Regions from separate parts of the Mus musculus genome. Here all the other regions are linked to region 1. Evidence: chromatin contacts called from public promoter capture Hi-C data. All regions are on one chromosome and are shown on one strand. The core of a region is the stretch at or near the end of the contact, and the rest is flanking DNA. Distances in the headings are between cores, read along the strand shown. Region 1 holds the start of Hs6st3 (heparan sulfate 6-O-sulfotransferase 3). Region 2 overlaps Hs6st3 (heparan sulfate 6-O-sulfotransferase 3). Region 3 holds the start of 4930404K13Rik (a long non-coding RNA gene).

What was found. Promoter capture Hi-C pulls out the DNA fragments that hold promoters and counts their contacts.
Region 2: a contact with region 1 is called in a promoter capture Hi-C map of hippocampal neurons, with 10 times the contacts expected there. The contact joins the enhancer-like site here to the promoter of Hs6st3 in region 1. A contact is called at or near these places in 16 of 39 promoter capture datasets (the 3T3-L1 cell line, the C10 cell line, the HPC-7 cell line and 10 more), 1 of 484 Hi-C or Micro-C datasets (cerebellum), 10 of 115 datasets of contacts at active chromatin or transcription factors (T-cell acute lymphoblastic leukemia, astrocytes, embryonic basal ganglia and 6 more) and 1 of 9 other capture datasets (embryonic stem cells).
Region 3: a promoter capture Hi-C map of hippocampal neurons shows a contact between it and region 1, with 18 times the contacts expected there. The contact joins the promoter of 4930404K13Rik here to the promoter of Hs6st3 in region 1. A contact is called at or near these places in 14 of 39 promoter capture datasets (the 3T3-L1 cell line, the C10 cell line, cranial neural crest and 9 more), 1 of 484 Hi-C or Micro-C datasets (cerebral cortex), 9 of 115 datasets of contacts at active chromatin or transcription factors (astrocytes, embryonic basal ganglia, embryonic forebrain and 6 more) and 1 of 9 other capture datasets (embryonic stem cells).

The regions. Positions count from the first base shown.
Region 1 is chr14:119,136,870-119,139,585 of GRCm38.p6, reverse strand. Hs6st3 (heparan sulfate 6-O-sulfotransferase 3) reads right to left here and starts at 1,321. Exons shown (of 2, transcript NM_015820.3): 1 at 468-1,321. The coding sequence starts at 1,171.
Region 2 is chr14:119,664,540-119,667,246 of GRCm38.p6, reverse strand. All of the region lies in intron 1 of Hs6st3 (heparan sulfate 6-O-sulfotransferase 3), which reads right to left. Among named protein-coding and RNA genes, the nearest start is that of 1700006F04Rik, 83 kb to the left of the region's middle. Within about 2 kb of position 1,271, at least 27 of the 459 cell types and tissues checked have an H3K27ac peak or open chromatin away from gene starts, as enhancers often do. A contact at or near this core is called in cerebellum, forebrain and hippocampal neurons, where this site is marked.
Region 3 is chr14:119,797,183-119,799,912 of GRCm38.p6, reverse strand. It overlaps 4930404K13Rik (a long non-coding RNA gene), which reads right to left and starts at 1,473. Exons shown (of 2, transcript XR_383778.4): 1 at 568-1,473. All of the region lies in intron 1 of Hs6st3 (heparan sulfate 6-O-sulfotransferase 3), which reads right to left. It overlaps Gm41249 (a long non-coding RNA gene), which reads left to right and starts at 930. Exons shown (of 3, transcript XR_003951102.1): 1 at 930-989; 2 at 2,454-2,625.

The DNA.
Region 1 (2,716 bases), core at 72-2,571:
AAGAGCCACTTAGAAGGACATTATGCTCCAGCCTCACCATTCCTGAAAAACTATGTCTGCACTCCCGGATCCCCTATTCTTTGGATTTCCACCACATAATTTAAGTTCAAGACTCGACCTCTCTCCCTCGACACCCTGGTTATTCCATAGCTGTTCTTTAGTGTCTGCTCCAAATACCTCATCACACAATGCTAGGCACTGTGCAGAATGCACATCAGGATGGCCGTGGACATGGCTGAAGGTGACAGGGGGTGGCAAGAAACAGTGAAGCATGGGAAAGAAACCAACTCAAGACACCCCCCCCCCCCGGTGGGTATCCAGCGGTTTCTCACCCTTCACCCAAATTCGCTGCCCACCCTTTGGAAAGCCACTGCCAAACAGCTAAGGGAGCGCGACGCGGGACTGGCGGGGTCAGGACTTGGGGGAAGGGAGTGGGGTTCAGGAAACCAACAGACGCGGGACAGTACCTGGTGTGGCTGTGGTTGCGGGGACAATCCTTCTTCTCCATGATGGCCGGCACGCAGTTGGTGAGCTCGGTCCAGTCGGCATGCAGCCCGCAGCTCCAGCCGGTGGAGAAGCGGGAGAAGAGCCAGGTCTCCTTCTTGCCCGGCCGGTGGCAGGTGCACTTTTTCTGGCCAGCTTTGCAGCTGCATGGCTGCTCCAGACGAATGTTCTTCACCAGGTGCCGGCCGAACGTGGTGCCCCCGGTCTTCTGGATGTGCAGGAACACGATCACATCCCGCCCTTTGATGTTGAAGTCCACGAAGCGGGTCAGGTCCTTGAGGGTGAAGTTGAATCGAGGCACGAACCGGGGCAGGGAGCCGTTTTCGGGCGCCTCGGGGTCCGGCTCCTCCTCTTCTTCCTCCTCCTCCTCCTCCGGGTCCCCGGGATCCTCATCCTCATCCTCGGGAGCCGCGACCCCACGAGACCCCTCGGGCGGTCCCCGGGGTGGCGGTGGCAGCTGGGGCCGCCGCTCCCACTCATCAAGGGGTGCTTGTGCCCGTCGGGCAGGACTCGGGACAGCGGGCGGGCGGGCCTCCCCGGAGCGGAGCTGCTCCCCGAAGTTGGTGCATGAGCTGGTGCAGGAAGGGGACACGTACTGGTACATGATGACCACGAAGAGGAGAGTGAGCACCGGCGTCAGCAGCCACTTGTTGAACCTTTCATCCATGGTCCCGTTCTCAGGCCGGCAGGTGAGGTGGCTGCGGCGCCAGCGGCGCGATCGGGCGCCTGCTCGGAAGTTTCGGGGACTCCGGGGCGCGGCTCGGAGCCCGCCGCTCCTCCATGCCCCTGCCGCCGAAGAGAACGGCTGTCTGGCTGCCCCGCCGCACTCCGGGGTTGGCAGAGCCGGGGCCTACGAGCGGAGCCGAGAAGACGGGCGCCGGCGCCGGCGGCTGTGGCGTGGGGCTCCTCTCGATCCCTGGGGCGCCGGGCTCCAGCCGGCTCCTCTTGTACCTGGACGCGGCGCTCTCAGGCGACACGGAGCATCCCGCCGCCGGTCGGTAGACGCTCAGGCGCTGCGGTGCGGGGTTCGTGTCCCGGACCTTCCCGGGGCAGCTGCGGTGGCGAGCACAGGAGCTGCATGAGGCTCACCAGGGCGCGGGCCAAGGGCGAAGGCTCGGCCCGGTCCCGCAGCCCCAGCCCTCCGCGTGCACCGCGCCCGGCACCTTTGCCCACGGGTCCCTGGGCGCCGAGAGCCCGCCGCAAGTTTGCAAAGCCGCCCCTCGGCGGCGGCGAGCAAGACGCCTCTGCGGAGCCGCCTCCCGGGCAAATCGCACTACTGCTCCGGGTCCGCCCGCCCAGGCGCAGGCAACGCGCACACACTCGCTCACGCGGGCTGGCACCGCCACAACCCGCCAGCCGGTGTGACAGGAGCCCTGCTACCCGCAGCAAAAAAACCTGCCCTAGGTACGGAGCATGCGCCAAAGCCTTCCTCAGCCCCGGAGGAGTTTCCAGGGGAGGAGTCCACGGCTCCGCGGGGCTCGCGGGAGGCTGCTGGGGGTGGGAATCCCTTCAGCCTGGAGCCTAGGGAGATCTGGCAGAAAGGCTACCGCGGAGCGAGAACAGGCCCCATGGAGGGCGTTGCTAGCGATGATCTGATTCCTCTAAATTGCAACATTGGCAGCTTTCTCAGTGTGAGAGTGGACAGAAACCTGGTTGGTCTTGTTTGCAGGAATAAAACACCCCTATGGCAGAAAGTCTCACGCAGACTAAACAGGCGGTTGCTTGTCCTTCCTCAGCAGGGTACATAGGTTCCAGACTTCATTTACTGCCTCCCAACACGCTCAAACTGATGCTCCAGTTTGTTCCAAGCTTCCTCAACTATGAACTTAGTAGGTCCAACACTACAACTTTATTCAACCAGCAACCATTAAAAAGCCTGCTTTATAAAGAGATTTGTGTTTGATGCGAACTCCCTTTCCATGGCTCCAAGACGCAGCCCTGCAGGATATAAGTCCTAAAATCCATTCCATTAACACAAAGTGGGCTCTTCGATGTTCAAGACTCGCCCTTTTCCCACCCCAGTAAGAAGCAACATCAGCTGCCCTCACCTGTGTTCCACAGTGAAGACCTCCTTCGTTGTCCACCGAGGTTTTCATTAAAAAACTTCTTTCGAGTGTGTACATTTTGAATTTGCCCCAGGATCCAAACTTCTTTGCTTAAATACACTTTATGGTTTTTCAGATAATGCATTGATACACCGTTCAATTCACAT
Region 2 (2,707 bases), core at 22-2,521, 530 kb before region 1:
TCCCTGTCAATCATTAATCAAAAACAAAAAAATGCCTCAAAGATTCAACGACAGGTTAATCTGATGGGATTATTTTCTCAATTGGGGACCCCTCTTCTCAGATCACTCCAGCATGTGCCAAGTTGACAAAAACTGACAAACACATTTCTAGAGGTGTGAAAACCAAAATCAAGTGCAATGAGGTCAGAGTCTCTAGTCAGTCACCTCCAGGAGGATCATGTCTCCTTTATGCTTCTCCCCCTCCAAAGCCCTGCATCAGCCACCTTTCTCACCCCACGAACAAGCGTCTGTCGAAGCGAATTCAGAGAGGAAAGGTTTATTTTGCTCCAGTCTGAGCGATGCTGTCCATTGGCACGAAGAAGGCATGGTGAGGTGCCGCTTATGAGGCAGCTTCTTCTTCACATCTCAGCAGAACAGGAAGCAGAGAGATGGGGCAGGAAACAGTGCTGAGCAATAAACCCTCAACGACTACATCTAGTGACCCAATTCTTCAATCTAGGTAATTAGCCCCTTAAAGCCTTCATGGCCTTCCCAAACAGTGCCACCAGCTGGAGATGAAAGGTTCAAACACAGAAACCTGTTGGGGACATTCTGCACCCAAACTCTAACAGATGCCATCTCTAAATAAGGCCACAATAAATATTGAGAGACTCAAACACCATCTCCTTACCACCGGCCTCTGCAACATGTGTACTTGCGGCATGCAAAGCATCAGTGGGCATCTTGAAGTAAACACTAACAAGAATCACAGCCTTAGAAGCAGCTCCTTTATATGCAGTGCCTAGAGCTAAGTCCACAGTATTGCTGGACCTCTAGGCCCCCATGTTTGAATGTAAGTAACAAGCTAATAAACAGCTAATTGTTTCTCCAACTCAGTATTTCTAGAGTCACCACTCTCTAGTTCCTTCGGGAGCACGACGCAGACGCATTCTTTCATTTGACAGACACACAAAACTCTCAGTGCCTAAACCAACCTTTGCGACTAAGGGTTTCATTCCTAAACAAAGAGAACTGTGTGCCGTTTGTTCCTGACCCAAGCTGAGATTTGTTTTGCTTTCTGCAGAGGTTCTTCATTTCTGCTTTCCCTGTCGTGTTGGTACATATGCCTTCTCTTTATATTCCTGCCTTCCTCTGTGGAGGTCTGAGGAACAGCAGTCCCTGCTGATGAGCACACCATGCTGGCTGCTTCATCGGGTGGGGTGGGAATCTGCTTCCCTGTGTTTTGACTCACTGCTGGAAGGAGGCACAGTGCCAGCTCTCTGGGTGAGAGGAGTGACAGGGAAGCAAGATGAAAGGGTAGAAAAGGAATTAGGAGAGGTACTGGCTGTAAGAGTGGCTTGCAGCCCAGTGAGGGGGAGACACTAGCAGATATCAGGCTGATTCCGCTGTAAACATGGGCTGAGCATTCATGTGTGCCCAGCTCGGCTTGTCTATCGATGCCTTGCCTGATGTAGTCAGACGATGCACCATATGGGCAGAGGCACTCATTCTCTTAATCCTTACTGTAGTGTACAGCCTGCACTATCAAAGTGCCACCAACACTGAGGATAAAAAGAAGAAGTATTGTCACTTACCGTAGTGACTTCCTTATGGAAGCTTCTCAGGGCCAGAATCTAGTAGATGTAATGCAGTGTTCGAAGAGCTCACAGGGCAGACACTGAATGGCCAAAGCAATGGCTGTCTTCCTTTACCAAAGAATAGACTTCATAGGCCCCTTAGAGGGGGCCTAGCTTCTTTTTGTCCTAAGGTCTGTGCTTGTAACTGCCTTTTGAGGAAACTTCAAAAGTCTGAATTGTAAATAGCAAACTATATTTTGGTATTCAGAAATTATATTATTACTATGGGACTCTTCAAACCACTTTTTATAAACTGATCTTTTAAATTAGAAAAGCTCAGCTTTAGGTCACAACTTAGACGGCTCCTGCAACTGTAACAAAATACCTTAGACTAGGTAATGCATAAGGGAAAAAAAAACTTACTTCTCCTAGTCTATAGGTTGAGAAGTCCCGGCAGTATTTAGTGTGTGTTCAGATCCATGCTTACTTGGTGAAATAGAAAAGAGGCAGAGCAGACAGCCATCTTTAAAACCCTGATCTCATTCAAATGATGGAGCTTTGGCTGCCAAATTATTTCCTTAAGTTGCCACCTTTTAATTCTGATTTTTGGACATTAAGTTTTATCATGAGTCTCAGAGGAAACACAATTGTTCAAACCATAGTAGCTGCAATCAACAGAGCAAGTCTGTCACCCTTGACTCCACTGACTTCGTATGGGTTTCTAGGTACATGGGCATTATGTGACTCAATGGCAGGACTCTCTCCACCTTCTGGGAGAGTCAGCATCATTTTTTTAAGATAAGGATTTTATGAGCTTCAGAGCATTGGTTCAGGAACATTTTCATTTATAGAAATGCTTAGGAGATACATTGCACACTCACTGAAGTAGATTGAAATTAATTGTGGTTTTGGAAATTTGTTACAGTATCTGGGAAAAAAACCTTAAGTGATATTTAAGAAATATAATATGGCTTAATTTTACTGATAGTAATTTATTGGGGGAAGTCTGCACTATGTCTTGGGCAAACCTATGAGCTGCTATAGACTGGGGCTGAATAATCTCTAAATATAACAGATTCTTTTTAAGGATTGGAAGAGAACGCCAGAGAAATGAAGTATTTCCTCTTCCATGGGGATTGCATTGTTCACCC
Region 3 (2,730 bases), core at 224-2,723, 660 kb before region 1:
TTTTCTTCTTAAGGACGTGGCCAGTGGAATAGACACTAGAGACAGATTGAAGAAAAAGTCGCTTTGCAGTACTGAAAATTTCAGAGACTTCTGCAAGCATCCACAAACAGGTCAGGCATTCACAGAGAAGTAATCAATGAAGCAAAGATCTAGCAAAACCCAGAAGCCGGGACCCGATTCCTTCCATGCGAGGCCGGGACCTGATTCCTTCCATGCGAGCTGGAAGTGGGAGATAGAGCCAAAGTAGAGTAAAAGAGCAGACAAGAAATAGACTTGTCGTTCTGACCTCTCAAGTAGCAAGAATTCTGCAGGAACAGAAGCCAGCCGATGATGGAAAGCTTGTCCAGAGCAATCCGGGATGAATGGGGGAGGGGCGCTGAGCAAGATGGCGGGGATGGGGTGGGGGCTAGAAGTACTTCCGAGATCTCCCTATCCATCTGCTTTGTGCACCACACACCCAATCGATGCGAGGGGATGAGAGGGCAGCGGGCACTTATCAGGGATATTGGATTTTTATCGCTATGTTAGCAAGCAAGAGTGTGACCTTGGGAAGCGCGCTTAACTCACTATCTCGACGGCTTCATCTATTTAAGGCAACGGTAATGAGAGTTGGTTTCAGGTGCTTTGGGAGCCTCCGATGAAAGCATAGATATAATCATCGCTAGTTCCTCTTCCCTTCTCCATCGGGCCATGCTGAGCTGAGCTCTCCTCTTCCTAAGACCAATCACTTTCGAACCAGTCTATTTTCTGTTATAGATTTTTTTTAAAACCAGTCCAACTCAACCCTTTGTAAAGGCCTCTTTGGAAGTATAACAATTGGAGCTAAAATTAGTGTTATTCCCGTTTTCCGTAGAACAGGCTTTGAAGTGGTTCATGGGAAGCTCTGTGTGAGGAAGCGCTTAGACTCCGGAGCAGTGAAGGAGGAAACGTTAAATTAAGACTACTACAAAGTGCTCGTCGTCGTCGTCAAAGGGCACGCGCATGGTTCTGTTAGTATGGCAGTCACACAGTCTGCGTTTTGCATTTCTCCAGTTTTGTTCCTTATACCGTTTGTCTTAGTCTCCTTCCTGTTACTATAATGAAATACTTCGTCAAGAGCCACCCAAAGCTCGATTCTGGATTTCACTTTGGGAGTATAGTCCATGAAGGGAGTGTTGTGCAAGCAGGAGCTCAATATAGCTTGTCACATCCCTTGACTCAGGAGCTAAGTGCCAAATACACACTGCTGCTCAGATCCCTTCTTTATATAATCAAGGATTCCAGCCAGGAAGTGCTGCCATCCATAGTGGGCGGGTCTTAACACACAAATTCAGACAATCATATTATGCCTCCACCATAAGCATACAGAGCCATCTCCCTTTGATATTTAGGGATAATTATCACACCACTTTTAAATCTAATTTTTTTTGTAACCTCACAGTTACTTGAGAATAATTATGTTTGAAATCCATACTGGAATATTGTGCCTTGCAGTTTACTTTCTTGCCCAAATTTATCTCTCTCTCATATATATATATATGATGCTATATATATATATATATATATATATATATATATATATATATGATGATATATATATGATGTGTGTGTGTATACACACACACACACACACACACACACACACACACACACATACACACACACACACACAGACAGACACACTCCTTATAGTTAGGAAAGCTTACAAAGAGCTGTGAGATTCCAGCACTGTACTAAATGTATTACAAACATTAACTCATTTAATCAACAACAACAATACAATGTAGCTACTTTTAGCACTAATGCATCTGTGACCAAACTGAAACAAAGAAGCTTTAAAATCTTTGCCAAGTCGTGGAGTTCTCAGTGGGGCCGTCAGCGTCAGCTCTAAAATGGTGGCTCCCATTTCCTTGTGTTTATATGAAAGCAGACGTCTGAAATCAGTTTTAGAGAACTATCTGGTTTGGAATCTTTTCAGTTTGTAATTTTTCCACCTCAGAGTTGCTTTTCCATACCCCCCGGCTCTGCTCAGACCTCATCTGCAAAAGTCCCAGGAGGGCACTCTGCACCATTCCATACACTGGGGTCCCTTTCCTCGGTTCTCTTACTGAGTTATTCCTGGAATAAGGATGACACTGGGACACAATGTTGGTTCAAGTTTCTATTTCTTGAAAAACAAGGAAGAGAACTAGAGAGAAGACAGGAGAAGAGGAAGGGACTGGGGAAGGGAGACAGGAGAAGGACAGTGGAGGGAGTCAGGAAGTGTGGGGAGGAGCTGTCAGGCTTGAAAGCCTCCCTAGGAGCTCAATTCTCACAGGGTAAATTTAGTAACTGCTAATTATTTAGAGTCAGTGACTTGAGTGGTTAAAGAACAGGTTGGACTTCAAATAAATATACCTTGTACTGCCAAAAAGAAACAGTCTCGAATAAGGCCATTGAGCCCATGAATAATCTTTTGTTAATTTTATCCACAGGGTGCAAGGACAGAGAAGAACAGAGGATAAATCTCCAGCTGGAGTTGACACAGAACCGGCCTACAGAGAACAGCACAGTTCATCCGTCACGCCTCCTTCTGCTCTGAGCACGGGCAAGGGGAAGGTTCAGGGTCGCGTCCTGACACTCTCGGTGGACAGAGCACCTCAAGGGGTTAGTACTCATTCAAATGCCTGGAGATTGCAATTGTCAGCAGCATAACTGTTAGTCTCCTTCATAAACACACCATGGTGTGCTTACTAGTTTCTGGGTTTCTTG